2 separate regions of the Mus musculus genome follow, and region 1 is linked to region 2. Evidence: chromatin contacts called from public HiChIP or PLAC-seq data. All regions are on one chromosome and are shown on one strand. The core of a region is the stretch at or near the end of the contact, and the rest is flanking DNA. Distances in the headings are between cores, read along the strand shown. Region 1 holds the start of Il17rd (interleukin 17 receptor D). Region 2 holds the start of Anxa11 (annexin A11).

What was found. HiChIP or PLAC-seq counts read pairs in DNA pulled down with a chosen protein or histone mark.
Region 1: an H3K27ac HiChIP or PLAC-seq map of embryonic stem cells shows a contact between it and region 2, with 2.7 times the contacts expected there. The contact joins the promoter of Il17rd here to the promoter of Anxa11 in region 2. A contact is called at or near these places in 1 of 39 promoter capture datasets (embryonic stem cells) and 3 of 115 datasets of contacts at active chromatin or transcription factors (embryonic stem cells, stem cell-derived neural progenitor cells and stem cell-derived stembryo).

The regions. Positions count from the first base shown.
Region 1 is chr14:27,036,648-27,040,696 of GRCm38.p6, reverse strand. Il17rd (interleukin 17 receptor D) reads right to left here and starts at 1,696. Exons shown (of 13, transcript NM_134437.3): 1 at 1,468-1,696. The coding sequence starts at 1,593.
Region 2 is chr14:25,840,791-25,844,538 of GRCm38.p6, reverse strand. Anxa11 (annexin A11) reads right to left here and starts at 2,384. Exons shown (of 15, transcript NM_013469.2): 1 at 2,244-2,384.

The DNA.
Region 1 (4,049 bases), core at 447-2,946, 1.2 Mb before region 2:
GGGGGGGGGATGTCACATCGAGCGATACATTCCTAACGAACACAAACACCGCTGCGGCTCCTTCAGAGACCACTTAGACCCAGTGTTATAACTTTACAAGTGGCATGTACTCTAGGCTATTACAGGAAGGCAGCAACAGCCGATACCAGTCCAGATCTGAACTCTTCTAAAAACTGATAGGTCAACGTTGAGATTACCGTAAAAGAAATCTGGAATGTGTTAAAACTAACAGTGATGTTTTACTGCAATGGAACACAGTAAGAAATGGTGAGGTTTTACTTAAACGGGAAGAAGTAACGGCGTTCACGAAACGTGAAAGAACCATAGCTGCCTGGCTCATACCTGGTTTTCTGAACCGGGATTCCCTCTAAGAGAGAAGCAAGTGAGCCAAGTATCCCTAAGAGGTGTCGCGTCCTGGGTCTTGTCTGTACTGAGACTGAACAGACTTTTCCATCGAAAAACGTAAGTCACCGTCGGTCTAAGTAAACTGCCCCAGTGTATCCCCTGCGCCCTGGGGAAATCAGTAACAACACGCCCACCCCCACCCCCTCTTCCTTCTTTCTAGGTGAGGAAAACAAGCTCCTGGTTGCTGGAGTGCAAAGCCTGTGTTCTCACAATAGGGTTCAAGGTGTGTGTGGACTGACTCGCAGCACCCTTGTCTCTGTGGGAGGTTCAAAGTCCGCAAACCAGAGGACCGCACTATCTAGACAGCATCAAAAGAACACTCAGCTCTGGGAAGAAGGCTTTCAAGTTCCCAAAGAAAGTCTGGAAGCCACCATGGTCTCAGGTCTGGGACACCTGGCGGAGCAAACTTTCGCTGCCCTTTGACCACAAAAACATCCTCAACTCAAGCTGGGTCGTGGGGGTAGGGAGTAGGGTAGGGGACCATTAGCTAGACGAAAGGCTGTTTCTCAAAAAGTTCGGAATCGGCGATTGGGTAAAAGTTAGGTGACGGCGATGCCTAAAAGAAACAAAGCAACTGCGAGAAAGGGGGGGCATCCTTCCCTAGCACTCCAGACACCCTTCCCTGGCTGCCCTGGGCCCTCGCAGAGCTGTGGACTGGAGGTCCAGGGCACGAACCCCACACCGGCTCCGAAGTGCACCGGTCCTGCGCACTGCCCGGAAGATCCCAATCCCCCGGGCAGAGGGCCGGGAACAAAGGGTGGGGCGCACGGCCCCCGCCTCTCCGCCCAGCCACCCGCCCTCAGGAGTCGGACCCCAGCCAGCGGCCGCGCCTCATTAACAACACAAAGCCAGGGGTCGGCGGCCCCTTTCATCCTGTCCGGGACCTGCAGACGCGCGCCCGGGGATCCAGACGCAGGATGAGCGGCTAGAAAAGCTGAGAACCCCGTTGCTCGCGGATCCGGCGTCCAGCGATCCCCGCGGTCCCCGCTCGCCTGCGCGCGAACACCTGTGCGCGCGGCGCGCCCCCAGGTAACCTGGAACCCGGAGAAGCCTTCGCCTTACCCTCCAGCCACAGGTGTCCGCGCCCCTCGCGCGGCCGGAGCCGCCCGCGGCCACTGCCAGCTGCGAGCCGTTGAGACAGGCGTTGACAGTGAAGAAGAAGGAGCAGAGCTGCAGCCACGGGGCCATGGCCGTACGCTCGCCCAGTTGGGCCGGTCTCCGCTAGGTTGCTGCCTGTAGCTCGCTCTCTAGTCCCGAGTGGGCGGCGGCGGTAGCGGCGGCGGCCGAGGCTGGCAGCCCTCACCGGGCATGCGCTGCCGGGCTTCGCCCCTCCTCTTTCCTCCAGGTTCCGCCCTCAATCTCAGCTTTCCGTCCTGGTTCTGATCCTGTAGCCCGGCCCTTCGGTCTTGGCCCCGCCCCAATGCACAGGAGACTCTGGCTTCCACCGGAGATTGACACAGCAGGAGGTTCAGCACTAAGGGATTTTTTTTTTTTTTTTAATCCAAAGGATTTGTCCAAATGACTTCTCCATGCAAAAACTTGGGGCGAATCAAAGAATATAATAATAGTAATTTTAAAATTAATGATTTAATAAGTACTTGCTTTTCAAATGTCAAGTTCCTTCTTGCACCCTACCAATGAAATGACAAGGAAATGTCATAATAAAGCCTCTAGGGAAATCCTGTCTCTACATTTACTCCTGGGACCCAGGACAAATTATTTGCTTCCTCCAAAGTGCTGTTCCCAGTAAGACGAAATGAAGAACAAGACTCTTCATCCAGGGAGAGTTCTGTTAACATGTAGGAAGCAATCAATAAAGGCTACAACCACGAACTGACTTTCATAAGGTCACATAGCCTTGCTGGATGGACAAATCGACAGTTATGAAAAAAAAGATAAAGATTGAGTCAAGACGGGCGGTGGTGGTGCGCACCTTTAATCCCAGCACTCGGAAGGCAGAGGCAGGTGGATTTCTGAGTTAGAGGCCAGCCTGGTCTACAGAGTGAGTTCCAGGACAGCCAGGGCTACACAGAGAAACCCTGTCTCAAAAAAAAAAAAAAAAAAAAAGAGTTGCCTTGGCCATGGTGTCTCTTCACAGCAATGGAAAACCCTAAGACAGCCACAGTGGGTAGGCACCTGTCCTCATCGTGGGGTCACGAGGTCCACAGAAGACTGCCCTTCCAGATGAGCTTTCTCTGAGTAGATGCAAGAAGCACACTGCTCCTTGCAAGAATCTGCAAGTCAGAGCTTTTCTCCCACGCTCCTTTAAACTCTAGGCATTCAAAGTCCCCTTAGCAAAGGCTGTCCAGGCTCAGAGCTGCCACAGACTGAGATATTGTCAGGATGGATGACCTAGCTTTTGGTGAAAAACTAAGACAACCATGAGGTTATTGGCTCCTTAATCTACATGCACTCCTGCCTTGATGTGTTCCATAACTTACTAATCAATCCAGGCCCAGTGTTTTTGTTATAATCAGTGATTTTAAAATACCCCCACACGTTTATCTCCCTCTCTCTCTAAATTTTATTTTATTGTTTTATGTTTTATGTGAGCATTCTATCTGCATGAACACCTGCAGGCCAGAAGAGGGCATCTGATTCCCATTATAGATGGTTGTGAGCCATAATGTGGTTGTTATGAATTGAACACAGGTTTTAATGACTAGAATCCAAGAATCATTTTTTAAAAAAAGGAAAAACCTCAAACCCTACTAAAGTTCTAAATAAAACTAAACTTAGTAATAGATGTGTGTGTGTGTGATTTTTTTTTTTTTTCAGTACTGGGGATCAAACTAAGGCCCCTCTGTGTGCAGGGCAACCAAACCCCTCTACCCCTGAGCCAAACTCTCGGGCCTCTCTCTCTACCCTTTAAGGTCATATTTATTGCAAGGCTTTTGTTGTTGTTAGTAGACTAGTTTTCTTTGTGGTGGTGGTAAGGACTCAGGACGCTAGGCAAGCTTTCTACCCTGGCCTAAGACTCTTCCCCACCCCAGGCTCTTGGGATGTAGCCCAAGGCCAGCCTGAGCTGTCTTGCCTTCTGCCTCTGCCTCCTGAAAGTGGGGATCACAGGCTTAAGTTTGCGCCAGCAGTCTGTTTTAGGCTTTTGGAAGAAAAATGTAGATTTGTAGGAAGATTAAGGAGCTAGGCAGCCGGCTGGTGAGATGGCTCAGTGGGTAAGAGCACCCAACTGCTCTTTCAAAGGTCAGGAGTTCAAATCCCAGCAACCACATGGTGGCTCACAACCATCCATAAGGAGATCTGACTCCCTCTTCTGGAGTGTCTGAGGGCAGCTACAGTGTACTTACATATAATAAATAAATCTTAAAAAAAAAAAAAAAAAAAAGAAGAAGAAGAAGCTAAGCAGCTGTGGTGCATTCTTTTAATCCCAGCACTCAGGAAGGAGAGACAGGTGGACCTCTGTTAGTTCGAGGCCAGCCTGGTCTACAGAGCAAATTCCAGGACAGCCAAGGCTACACAGAAAAAAACCCTGTTTCAAAAAACAAAAACAAAAAGATTAAGATAGTACAGGGAAGCCGGGCGTGGTGGCGCACGCCTTTAATCCCAGCACTTGGGAGGCAGAGGCAGGCGGATTTCTGAGTTCGAGGCCAGCCTGGTCTACAGAGCGAGTTCCAGGACAGCCAGGA
Region 2 (3,748 bases), core at 1,135-3,634:
GAACTGTTAAAAACATCAACTTGTGCCAGGCAGCAGTGGCCAACCTGCACCATGCAATGGTGGCACACACCTTTGATCCCAGCATTTGGGAGATAAGGCAGGCAGATCTCTGTGAATTCAAGGCCTACTTGATCTATAGAGTGAATTCCAGAACAGCCAGGACTACACAGAGAAACTCTGTCTCAAACAAACAAACAACAACAACAAAAACCCAAACCCTAAAAACCCATTAACTTGCTGGGCATGGTAATACATGCTTTTAATCCCAGCACTCAGGAGGAAGAGGCAGGTGGATCTCTCTGAGTTTGATGCCAGCCTGGCCTACAGAGTGAGTTCCAGGACAGTCAGAACTAGAGAGAGAGAGACTGTCTCAGAAAAGAAAAAAGAAAAAAAGAAAAACAACTCAAGAGGCTGGAGTGATGGCTCAGCAGTTAAGAGCACTTGTAGCCCCATGGCAGTTCACAACTCCGGTTCAAGGGTATCCAATGCCCTCTTTGTCTTACAAGGGCACCAGCTACCCACATGGTACACAGACATACATGAAGACAAAAACACTTATAAATACAAAATGAAATTTGTTTAAAAATTGTAAAAATAAGCCTGGTGTAGTGGGATACAACTTTGATCCCAGCCCTCAGGAAGCATAGACAATCAAATCTTTGAGTTCAAGGCCAACAGAGTCTATAGAGTGAGTTCCAGAACAGTCAGGGCGACACACAAAAAAACAAACAAGAAAGGTAAAACTAGATTAACCATAGGACAGGAAAGCTCTCTCCGTGGATAAGAGTGAATACTGCTCTTGATGAGGACCAGATTTCAGACTCAGGACGTTCACAACTTGTAACTTCAGCTCCAGCGGAACTGAATATACACACACTTAACTAAAAATAATATAAATGCTTTTTTAAAAATATTAACTTGCTGGCCGGTGGCACAAACCTTTAATCCCAGCACTCAGGAGGCAGAGGTCTGTATGAGTCTTGATATTGAAGTTTGGGACCAGACTGGTCTACAAAGCAAGTTCCAGGCCAGCCAATGCTAAATTGGTAGACCTTGTTTCAAAAGCAAGCAAACAAACAAACAACAACAACCCCCACCCCAAATTAACAAGACAACAAATTAACTCACACAATCCTCACAGTGAGTCTATGAAATAAGAATTATAATTACCCTCATTTTACAGTGCAGAAATTAATGAGGTATCAGGAAGGGATGGAGGAATCCGAAGTGGACACCTGTCTTAGAGCAACAGACTGTGTGGGTGAGCTCACCTTGCTTCCCCAGCTAGAGAATCCCGAGAACAGACAAAGCCTTGGGGGAACAGCCCTGTTAATCCTCCAGGAATTCCCAACAACTGACGGAAGCAAGAAAATAATGAAGGAGAATAATGGGAGCAGGCTGAGGGTGAGCAAGACACCTGGCCCTTCCCCGCAAGGATCTGGGTCCAAGTCTAGTCATCCTTTCGACAATGACACACACCGCCATCAACAAAGTTGAACAGCCCAACCCAGGGCCGCATTTGTAGCTTTCTTCCGCAATAAGGCAGCCTCGGGGCAAGGCAGCCTCGGAGCAAGCAGGGAGCAAGCTAGTTGAATCCTGTAAAGGGATCAGACAGGTAGGCTGACACTCTAGGTGTAGGGTCTGGGAAACCCAATCTCCAAGGACGCCCACTGATTAGCCGGCGGGGAGAAAAATCTCTAAAGAGAATGTGCCCAGCATGAGTTTAGCTATTCTCCCCCAGATTTGTTTGACACCTTGTACGCCTTTAGGAGACTGGCCTGAGCCCACGGGACGTCCGGGTTGCCAAGCTCAAGCAAGCGTTCTTGAAGACTCTGGAACGAGAAGCGGGGGCAGGGGCAGAGGGATCCTAGCTGGATACGCGGTAAGGAAGACAGGCAGGCAACACGGCATCTGGCACAATCGTGCATTCTCTGGACCGCTTAGGAGCCTGCCTTATATAAACCCAGGGTGGCAGGTCCAGGAACCCGCGCCCTGCAGTTCCGGAGCAAAGTTCCCAAAGACAGCTTTCTCGGCCCGCTGGGCTCCGCTCAAGCTTCTCCCGGAAGCGCACTGAGGTAAGACCTCAGTCACCCCCAAGTTCGCACACCCTGGGACCCTGCGGTCCCAGGCTCACCTGCCCTGACCCCGTTCAACTCCGGGCCTTGTCCTCGGGGGAACATTGCACCCCACGCCACGCGCGAATACCCCTCATGCGGAAGCCGCCCGCCGGGACCCTCACGCACCTGGCACCAGGGACCGGGACACTGAGCTCGGATAGCAACTCCTTCCTACTCCCGCTTTCCTGGATCCTAACCCGAGAGTGTCTGCGCACGGTCGAAGGAGGAGCCGGCAAGGCGGAAAACTCTCCGGGCGCGGCCGCGTTTGTCGCCCCGGGGCGGAGCCGCACGAGATGGGCGGAGCCTCTCTGGAGGGGCGGGGTGCGTGGGACCACGCCCACAGGTGAGGGTTGCGCTTCAGTGGTAGCTTTGTAGGAAGCCCCGAGCTTTCCGGAGCAAAGCCGCTCTAGACCTCAGGATGAGAGGACATTCTCGCGGGTGTTTATTTTCAGGAGTTTGACAGCGAAAAAAAACTTAAAACAGTCACTGTGTACGGCAGGAGGAAACTTCACAATGGAAAAAATTACCACCTCAACCAGTGACCAGGGCCAACATCAGCAGTGGTAATTTATATTGATCTTCTGTCGTGTGGTGTCTTCCTCCTGGAGACACATGACCCCATAGTAATCGTGCAGAAATATCAGACAAGCCCCAATTGAGGAACTCAGGACTGTCCAAAACTCTCAAGGTTGTCAAAACAAGAGGAGTCTGAGAAGCTGTCACATGGAGATATGAAAACTAAGTAATGTGACATCTTGGATGGGATCCTGGGAAAAGGACACTAAGTTAAAAAAAACAATGACATCTGGACCATATATAGATTTAATAACAATGCATCAATATTGGTACATCTATTGTAGCAAAAATACTAATATGTTAATAACAGGAGAAGACCCACGTTGGTTGTTTATTTAGAAAAAGGTAGTATAGTGAGTATGATTGTGTAACATTTAAAAATAAAAATTAAGTCTCTTACTCTCCCCAGCTCACATTTAGGCACCTCCTTCCAGATGTTCAACACACTTCTACGTTTGTGTTGCTTGCTGTGCTTAAGCAAATGTATTTGTTTATAAAACAGGATTGCAGTATTTTTTTTTCCCCTCACTTTATATTCGAGTGTCCTTTCAACTGACGCCCCAGGACCAACCAGGTTCTTCGGAAGACTGCACAGGATCTCCCCCCACCCCTTACGGATTCTTCACTATCTAGCTCCCACCTGGGGTACACTTCTTTCATGGCCCACTTTTGATTTGCAAACAAGCCATTTGTCATTTGCATTTTAGGAGCCCAGTGGACTGTAAGAGCCGGAAGAAGCCTGGTTGGCAGGTGTGGTCTGCTTGCTCCAGCAGATCGGAATGAGCTAGCCTGCCAGGCTACTGCCTCACAGCGGGAAACTCAGGCTTAAGGTTTCAGAGTGAATGAATAAATAAATAAATAAATAAATAAATAAATAAATAGCAGAGGAACATGATTACTCCTAGGTATGGTGAAGGAGAAGGTTTATTGTAGAGAAAAAAGAGACATAGTCAAAGGCAGACACATCTGGGAGAATCCAGAATGGTCATGACCCAGAGCCTTGTGAGGAGAGTGGGGAGGGGAAAGGAGATGGGTGAGAGAGGAGAACCAGGTAC